2 separate regions of the Drosophila melanogaster genome follow, and region 1 is linked to region 2. Evidence: chromatin contacts called from public targeted proximity ligation data. All regions are on one chromosome and are shown on one strand. The core of a region is the stretch at or near the end of the contact, and the rest is flanking DNA. Distances in the headings are between cores, read along the strand shown. Region 1 holds the start of fng (fringe). Region 2 holds the start of CG11396.

What was found.
Region 1: a targeted proximity ligation map of the Kc167 cell line shows a contact between it and region 2, with 2.5 times the contacts expected there. A contact is called at or near these places in 2 of 107 Hi-C or Micro-C datasets (the Clone 8 cell line and the S2 cell line) and 1 of 7 datasets of targeted methods (the Kc167 cell line).

What each region holds. Positions count from the first base shown.
Region 1 is chr3L:20,947,397-20,951,044 of dm6, forward strand. It overlaps fng (fringe), which reads right to left and starts at 2,116. Exons shown (of 7, transcript NM_079467.3): 1 at 1,774-2,116. The coding sequence starts at 1,905. lncRNA:CR45243 (long non-coding RNA:CR45243) reads right to left here and starts at 3,387. Exons shown (of 1, transcript NR_125030.1): 1 at 2,963-3,387.
Region 2 is chr3L:20,786,760-20,790,733 of dm6, forward strand. It overlaps CG11396, which reads right to left and starts at 1,378. Exons shown (of 4, transcript NM_140998.3): 1 at 1,032-1,378; 2 at 370-954; 3 at 130-305; 4 at 1-73. The coding sequence starts at 1,343. Six4 (Six4,) reads right to left here. Exons shown (of 4, transcript NM_140999.3): 2 at 3,961-3,974; 3 at 3,377-3,894; 4 at 2,127-2,412. The coding sequence ends at 2,307. It also overlaps asRNA:CR46484.

The DNA of each region.
Region 1 (3,648 bases), core at 866-3,365, 160 kb after region 2:
CAGACCTCCGATGGAACAGAACTTCAATTGAAAAGACAAACAACAGTACAGCAGTTGTCGACAGTTTTTTATCCGGCTCAGTATTTAGTAGTGCGATGTGTGTGTAGCACTAATTCCTGCCAAGTTTCCGGTTAGCCCCAGAACACAAAAATAAAAAAAAGAGTAGAGCAACTGGAAGAGCCACAACGTCAACAGCATTGTCCGAATTAAAACAACATAAAGTTTTTAATTACACTAGCAGCAGCATGCGAAAACATTACAGGGGAGCCTCCACAAACTCGCCTCGAAGCCTCGAAGTTGGGCAATTGAGTTGCAAATTGAGAAGCCGGAAGGTGGTGAAGGGCAAGGGGATTACATGGATATTTTTGAGGATGCTGCAGCTGATTCAATTATGAGCTCTTAACTCTATTGCCAGCGGCTCGAATCACTAATATTATGAAATTTGTAAGCCTTAGTTAGGGAGCTGTAACAGTTGAAGGTATAACTACAGCAGTAGGGTTCATTTAACAAAAATCGAACTATATAAAGAAATGTTGGAAGAAAACTTTGAGGAATCTGTATATGCAACTGATTAAAAATATGTGCACTATTTTCTTATGGCGTCGTTTCATTTAAAGTTTTTAAAATATGATAATCCTAGAAGGTGGACACATAGTTCGAATTTCAAGGGTTCTAAAAATAGCCTGTTCGCATAAAACCCTGCCAAAAAGTGTTTGCAATGCAATAGGAGGCTAACTAAGGCCATTCCCACGGACCTCAACTATTTGTTATCTGTGATGCAACTGACAAGGTTTTCCACTGGACGAGTCCATTGAGATTCACCTCCATGAGATCCCCCCTCGCAGCGCACACCTTGGTAATATTAGCACACAATATTTTATTACACAAAAATTTATGCAAAAATCAAGAGTAAGAAGAGAACAATAATAAATGGGCAGAGCAGACAGGGCTCAGAACCCTGACAGGCCCTGGAATCAGGCAACTGAAAGCTTTGGCGACGCTCTGCCGACGGCAAACCAAGAAATTCAGGAACGGTTGACTGGATCTTCGGTAATCGAAACTGGGAATACTCTTGTGGGAATTGGAAAGTATTGGTGATTTTCAAAAATATATTCCAAGTGCCTAATGGTATGATTTTAGGATTTTAATAATGTCTCGATAATGCGAGCCGATCTTTGAACATCAACTTTAACAGAATTACATTCTCTTGTCCTTAAATCAATCAAATATAAGCTTAATTGTAAAAAAAAAAAACAAATAAATTCAGGATCATATTTCCATTTTTGAAACAAACCACTAAGCTAGGCACTACCTCTACATAAACTTCTGCACAATTTCTAAAGCAATCAAGTCCTTAGTTCCAAATGAATTCCCCGTGATACCGATCCCCATCCAATCACCAATCGTAGGGTATATCCTTTTAAAACGCTTCCTCGCCGAAATTTGTGTTCAATTATGATACCCCCTATTAGGGTATAAAAGCGCAAAAAGCCAAGCACCGAAACTGTTTTATATGCAAGGCAAGGGCGTAAAAGGTTTTTTTAACGGCCAAAGCCGCAGCTGCAAAACTCAAGTCGCCGGCGTTGATTTATGAAAGTGCACGAGTCGACGTCGATCGGGATCGGAATCAAAGGGGGATAATGCAAATTGCCTGGCCTTTGCAGCTTTGCAACTTATGCAGATCAGTGCGGAGCACACACGTTTGACAGTTTCGCAGCGCTAACAACACCCACGCAAGCTGGATTATGTCGCCCACTCGAACTCGCAACTCACTTGGATGCCCGGATATCCGTAGGCGCTCTGGTAGAGCAGTAGGGTCATATAGACGACGGCGACGGCTAACATCATGGCTTGCAGGATTCGCTTAAAACGTTGCGGTGGCGAGAGCACAGTCAGGCTCATCATACGGTTACGGACCACTACGCGCACATTGAAGCACCGCCGATTTGATCACTGGGTAGGTTTTATATTCCAATATTAGCTGGTTCTTTTCCTGGATCGTATGAATTCTGCTCGATTTCTGAAATTACGATATCTTTTAAGTTTATTTCGATTTCGATATCGCAGCACGCGCGCACTGACGTCTTGCTTGTGGCAAGCTTGAAAAGCAACTGATTGTGGTAGCGCGATCTACTCTTCTCTTCTTCCAGCGAAAATCGTAAACAAAACAAAAACCAGAAAGACCAGTAAGCGGTGAGAGTAGCGAGAGAGAAAGAGAGAGAGAGAATTCCCTTTGAGCTGGTCCAATTGGAAACGTTAGCTGCTCCAATGGGAGCAGCTGGCGCTCTCTCTTCGATCGCGCTCGCTCTCATCCTCTCTCTTTAGCTTGTGCCACAGTAGCTGCCGAAGGCAATTTTCATGTGCTCGTGTGTCGACCCCCACTCAGCCCACTTCTGATCGGAATCGGGGATTCGGAATCGTGTAAGGCAGCCTTTGAAGGTCCCTTTTCCAGGTGGCGGCCGTATCCTTAAAGTAAACATAGTTCAACTGACTTGGCAGCGCTCCAAATGCGGTGACTTCTTGGCTATGTCATATATACCCCCACTCCCCTCCTGACTACCCTGCCACGCCCCACCGCCCACCGTCGGCGACGACAATTCCATTAAAAGTTGTACGTTGTCACTTTGCGTTAACTTATCTGTGGAGCATGTTGTGCGATCGCATTTTTATTGTCGCCATTGTCTCTCGCTCTCTCCATCGCTCTTTCGCCTGGCTTCCCTACCCTGCCCACACAGGGAAGCCTACACACTCTTAAATCATGCACTTGGAACAAAAAGTGCAAGCATTAAACTTTATTTAAACATTCAAGAGCCGCTCCTCTATTTACCATTGAAATTTTATTTCAAATAGAGAGGTCTTTTCAGATTATATTATACCTTTAAGTGGCTTAGAAATAGTTAGACAGTGTATTTATGGATAAGTAATTAATTTAACTAAAAAATACAAACAGAAGAATTCTTTTACAATAATTTCAAACTACTAATTTCTACATCCCTTTCTCGCTCCGTGCATCAAATGCATCCACATCTCACGTGCGTCGGCAGCGTTCTGCGACGTTTCTTTGTCGCTCGGTTTTTGTGTAGCACTTGGCCTGCTCCCCACTTGACAATGCTTTGCATGCCAGGCACCATCCAGCAGTATCTTCCCGTTCCTCCTCCTCTTGCTGCTCTCAGCCCATTCAGCTCGATCCCATTCCATCCCAATCCGAATCCCATCCTACTCCTCACCAGCTTGTCATATTCCATGTTTGTGGCGGCGACAAAAGCTTTTGCGGACACCTCTGCCCGCGTCGACTGCGCTGCCCGCACAATCAGCAACTCGGCATCTTGTTCGCTGTCCCTTTGTGCGCCTTTCGCCTGAATTGCATTAAGCAGAGTCGGCGGAGCACTGCAAGAAAATAGTGAATTCGTATTTAATTCGGTAAGAGAACAGCATAAAAATGTAAACTTTTATCGCCTTGTGTCAGCTGAAAAATCTATCCAACCCTTAATAGTTTAATGTTTTAGATTATTTAAGACTGAGCCCTTTAAATACAAAAGCTTAGCATAAATTTAGAACCATCGACAATTACCCAGGGGCTTTAAAACTGTTTAACTTAAGTGGCCATTGTGTGTACCCAAATGAGCAAGCAAAATCAATTGGCCTTCA
Region 2 (3,974 bases), core at 128-2,627:
CTCGGGAAAGTCGTTCTTGGCCACAGCTATTAATCCCTTATCGACCAAGTCTCTGAGATCAGGCGCGGAGTTTCTACAACAAAGCATATCATTGAACTGAAAATAGCGTTGGTTAGAGTAGGGCCTTACATCTCCCTTAATCTCCTCGAGACGGCAATCTTCTGCTCCGCTCCAAATATGTCACCAATTTGCAGATAAATGCGGCCCCAAGCGGAGTACAAGGATCGCCGATCCTCCTTGCTCAGGTTGGAGCGCTTTAAAAGCGTTCCCTCCATTATGTCGTCTATCATACTGAATTTCTTCATCTGCAAGAATTAAATGGGCAATGTTACACTCATTTAAACTACAGTTAAGTTTTCTTGAACGTACCATCAATCCACAGTTGATGATTGAATGCAAAACCCGTTCGCATCGCCTTTGCCAAAACTCCTCTGCCGCCTTGTTGTGCAGACTTAAATAGTGCTCCTTGATTTCCCGCGTGGTCACATGAAGTTCTGAAAGTCTGTCCAGGGCGACATGGGGTTTACCCAGATATATGGGCAGCTCTGCAAGCAAGAGCCGGAAGGAAAAACAGGCTATGGATCCACTTTTCCCGTTGTACATCTCCGGATAGAAGTCGTAGAAGACATCGGGGCTGGTAAGTTGGCCAAAAGGTTCTGCCTCGGCATTCAGCAGCTCAAACTCGCCCAACTTGGCAAGCAGCGCGAGGCGCGTGAACCACAGTTGCAGGGAGTGGGGCGAATGCTTTGCTGGCTGACCAGATCGCCCGTAACCCTGACCGTAAATGGTCAGAAGACGGCCCGTAAGATTCACGGCAGTGCGATAGCAACCGGCGTGGATTAGTGTTCTCAAGCCGCGCTCGTCCTGGGTGACATCATCGACGCGAAGGATCTTGCGGTAGGACAACTCGGCCTCTCCGAGGTGTTGAGTCACCGCCACGCTGATGGGATCTGCCTGGAACAGTCATAAAGTGTCAGTAAGTAAAAGTGTCATTACCTTTAAAAAGAAGTATAGAAGCATTCTATACGCACCAAGTCAGTTTGCAGATGGATGCCCGGCATAATAAGTTTACCGGGCTCGTTTTCCCGCGGCAACTCCCACAGATTTCTTACGTCGTCACCGACTTTTATAGAATCCTCTCCTGCCTCAGGTGTCTCAACATATTCAGGAGGTTGGAAGAACCCGACGAAGGTGTTGGACATCATGTTTGGGGCGGAACTGGTGCTACTGGCGCTGCTGGAACTCCCTTCTGTTGACAAGTTGTTGCCCTTGGGTTTGCTGGCCAGCTCATCGAAGAAACTGGGCGGATCATTTGCGAAATATTCGCTTATTTTGTGTGACATGTCTTTCTTTGATGGTTTTTCGATAGGCTTTCAGGGATGTCACTATCGCTGCTGCCACAGTAAGAGCTATCGGCCGCGAATGGCGCCAATACTTCAGTGGTTTTAAACAATCTTATTTTGATCCGTTTACCGTATTGCTTGCTAAAAGTTCTTTTCAACGTTACTATTTTGCATTTGCAAAATTTTTTTACACCGAAATTTTCATAATAAACAAAAAGTCCAAGCACAAAAATATTCATGTGTTATATAATGATTTTTACTATCTAATATATATATTTTTTTGAGACCAGACTTGGAACTTGTGCTGTGGAACTTGATTTAGGATTCTTTATTTCCTAATTTTCTTAAATTTTCTCTTCTTAAAAATGTCTATATTTCATGGCGTAACGCAGATTAAAATGTGTTGCGTTGAAATATGTGGTACATAAATTTTAAATATGATTTTAGTGTTAAGTTTTAAGATTCGGTTAGCGCAAATGACTAGTTTGGCCAATTGTTTGTATTAGTTTTTACAAAAATAATGATTAGGGCAAAGGAAAAGAAACTAGCGTTTAACCAACATATATATTAACATATAATCACTATATGAACATATTGTCTCTGGCTTACCTATATTATATCCCTTTTATTCGTAGGCCAGCATTTTCCATTTGATTAGCCCATAAAAATTATAGCTAAGAGAAATTATCCATATTGATTTTCCATATGATTTTCAGCGACAGTGGATATAAATTATTTTTCTTTTACATAACCCAAATTTCCCAAATAAAATGCACACAAATTCATTTGTTGATCTAATGTCATTTGTTTATTATTCGAGTTATACAGTACATAAAGCAAAAATTGGTTAATTCTAGAGCTAACAAAGATGGCCATTTGATGGCCACTTTCCAGTTGCCTGTGTCCTAACATACAAACGCATTACACTTTATTTACACAAAAACAGCCTCCTCACATCGCAGTTTATTGCCCATTGAAAATCGTTTCGGGATAATAGCTTGGAGCATTGAACATGCGCGGGAATCCATTGCCATCCAGTTGGCCCACGGGCAGCACCGACATGATGTCCCTAAAATCAAACAATTAGTTTTTTAAATATATTTATAACATAGCACTTAAAATATAGAGTTACTATATATAAATATATGTTTTAGTTTCAGGCAGTGGAACTATCTATGGAATCCCCCTAAAATTCCCTTAACAATTATCAATGTAAGTGAAGCATGACTCCATTTTTTAAGATCGCTCTGCGTTTTCCAAATGGTTCTAGTCATGGAAGTGCGACTGTGAGTTTTCGAGCAGCTAAAAAGAACACATTTACTCCACTTGTGAGCTCGGGTGTGGTATGTGCTGCAATTTGACGCCCTGTAGAGGCGATGCGATCAAACAGCGGGATGCGGGCGGAGGAGGAGAATGGGAATGGTGAGGAGGATGAGGGGCACATGCTACACGCATGCGCTGCGTTAGGAGTCGGGCACGTCCCGAGTCCCTGGGCTCTATAAATATGCAGAGGACCGTGCAAGGAGCCGGCCGAAATTGGACATAAAACACGCTCAAGTGGGCGGCCTGGAGGCACAAGTGCCGTACGGAACGGTCACTTACAAACGATTTTTAATGCCAATTCCAGAACAATTGATTATATTCGTTCGCATTTCGGATTTCGGAGTTTGGTTCTGGGGCGCAACACGCTCAAGTGTTGAATGAATTGTTTTACGAGTTATGAGGAAGTGGAAATTACCATGCCGCCCTAGATTCCCCTCCTAACGAACTTGGTTGGCCCAAGTTCAAAAGAAATGTGAAGAGAATCTAACTACACTTCAAATGGTATTAGCTCTTTTCAAAGTTGTTTTTTAGGAAATAGTCAATAATCTCTAATTACAACTAATCTTTTGATTGATTCTTTGACGATTTTCAGTTCTTAAAATAAAATTCTATTTTATGTGTTCAAGATAGGATGTGGGTTATAGTTAAAAGGATAAGTTATATAGTGGATTTTATGGATGAGGACATGAGAATCTATGATTTCAACTCACGGTCTTTGCTGGGGCGTGCGATCCCGCTGTCGACGATTCTTGAACCAGTTGGAGACCTGGGTGAGCGTGAGCCCGGTCTTCTTGGCCAGCGTCTTCTTCTCGTCGGGGGTGGGATATCGGTTGGTCAGGTAGCAGTCCTTGAGAGCGTTGCGCGACTTCTCCTTGAAGCAGTAGACCGTCTCCTCGCCATCCCAGATCGTCTTGGGCAGGGGATACTTCTTGCGCAGACGGTACTTGTCCACGGCGCCCAGTGGTCGGCCACGCACCTTCTCGGCCTCCTTGTAGTGGGCCTTGAACCAGAGGTTCTGCAGGTCCACGTGGTACTTGATCGAAAAGCAGTGCGTCTCCAGCAGGTTGTACAGCTCGTGGAACTGGCCCAGATTGTAGGCCACCATGGCGCGGGCCCGCAGGACACTCTCGTTGGTCTTGAAGAACTCGCTGGGCGGCAGGCTGCAGAGGAATGTGGTCAGCTTCTCGATGTCGCCCTTCTGCTGCAGTGCCTCGCACATGCACTGGATCTAAAGAAGAAGTTCATAGCACTTTATGTCTGCAAAAGTCTAGGATATATGGGAGAAGTATCCTACCTGATCCGTGGAGA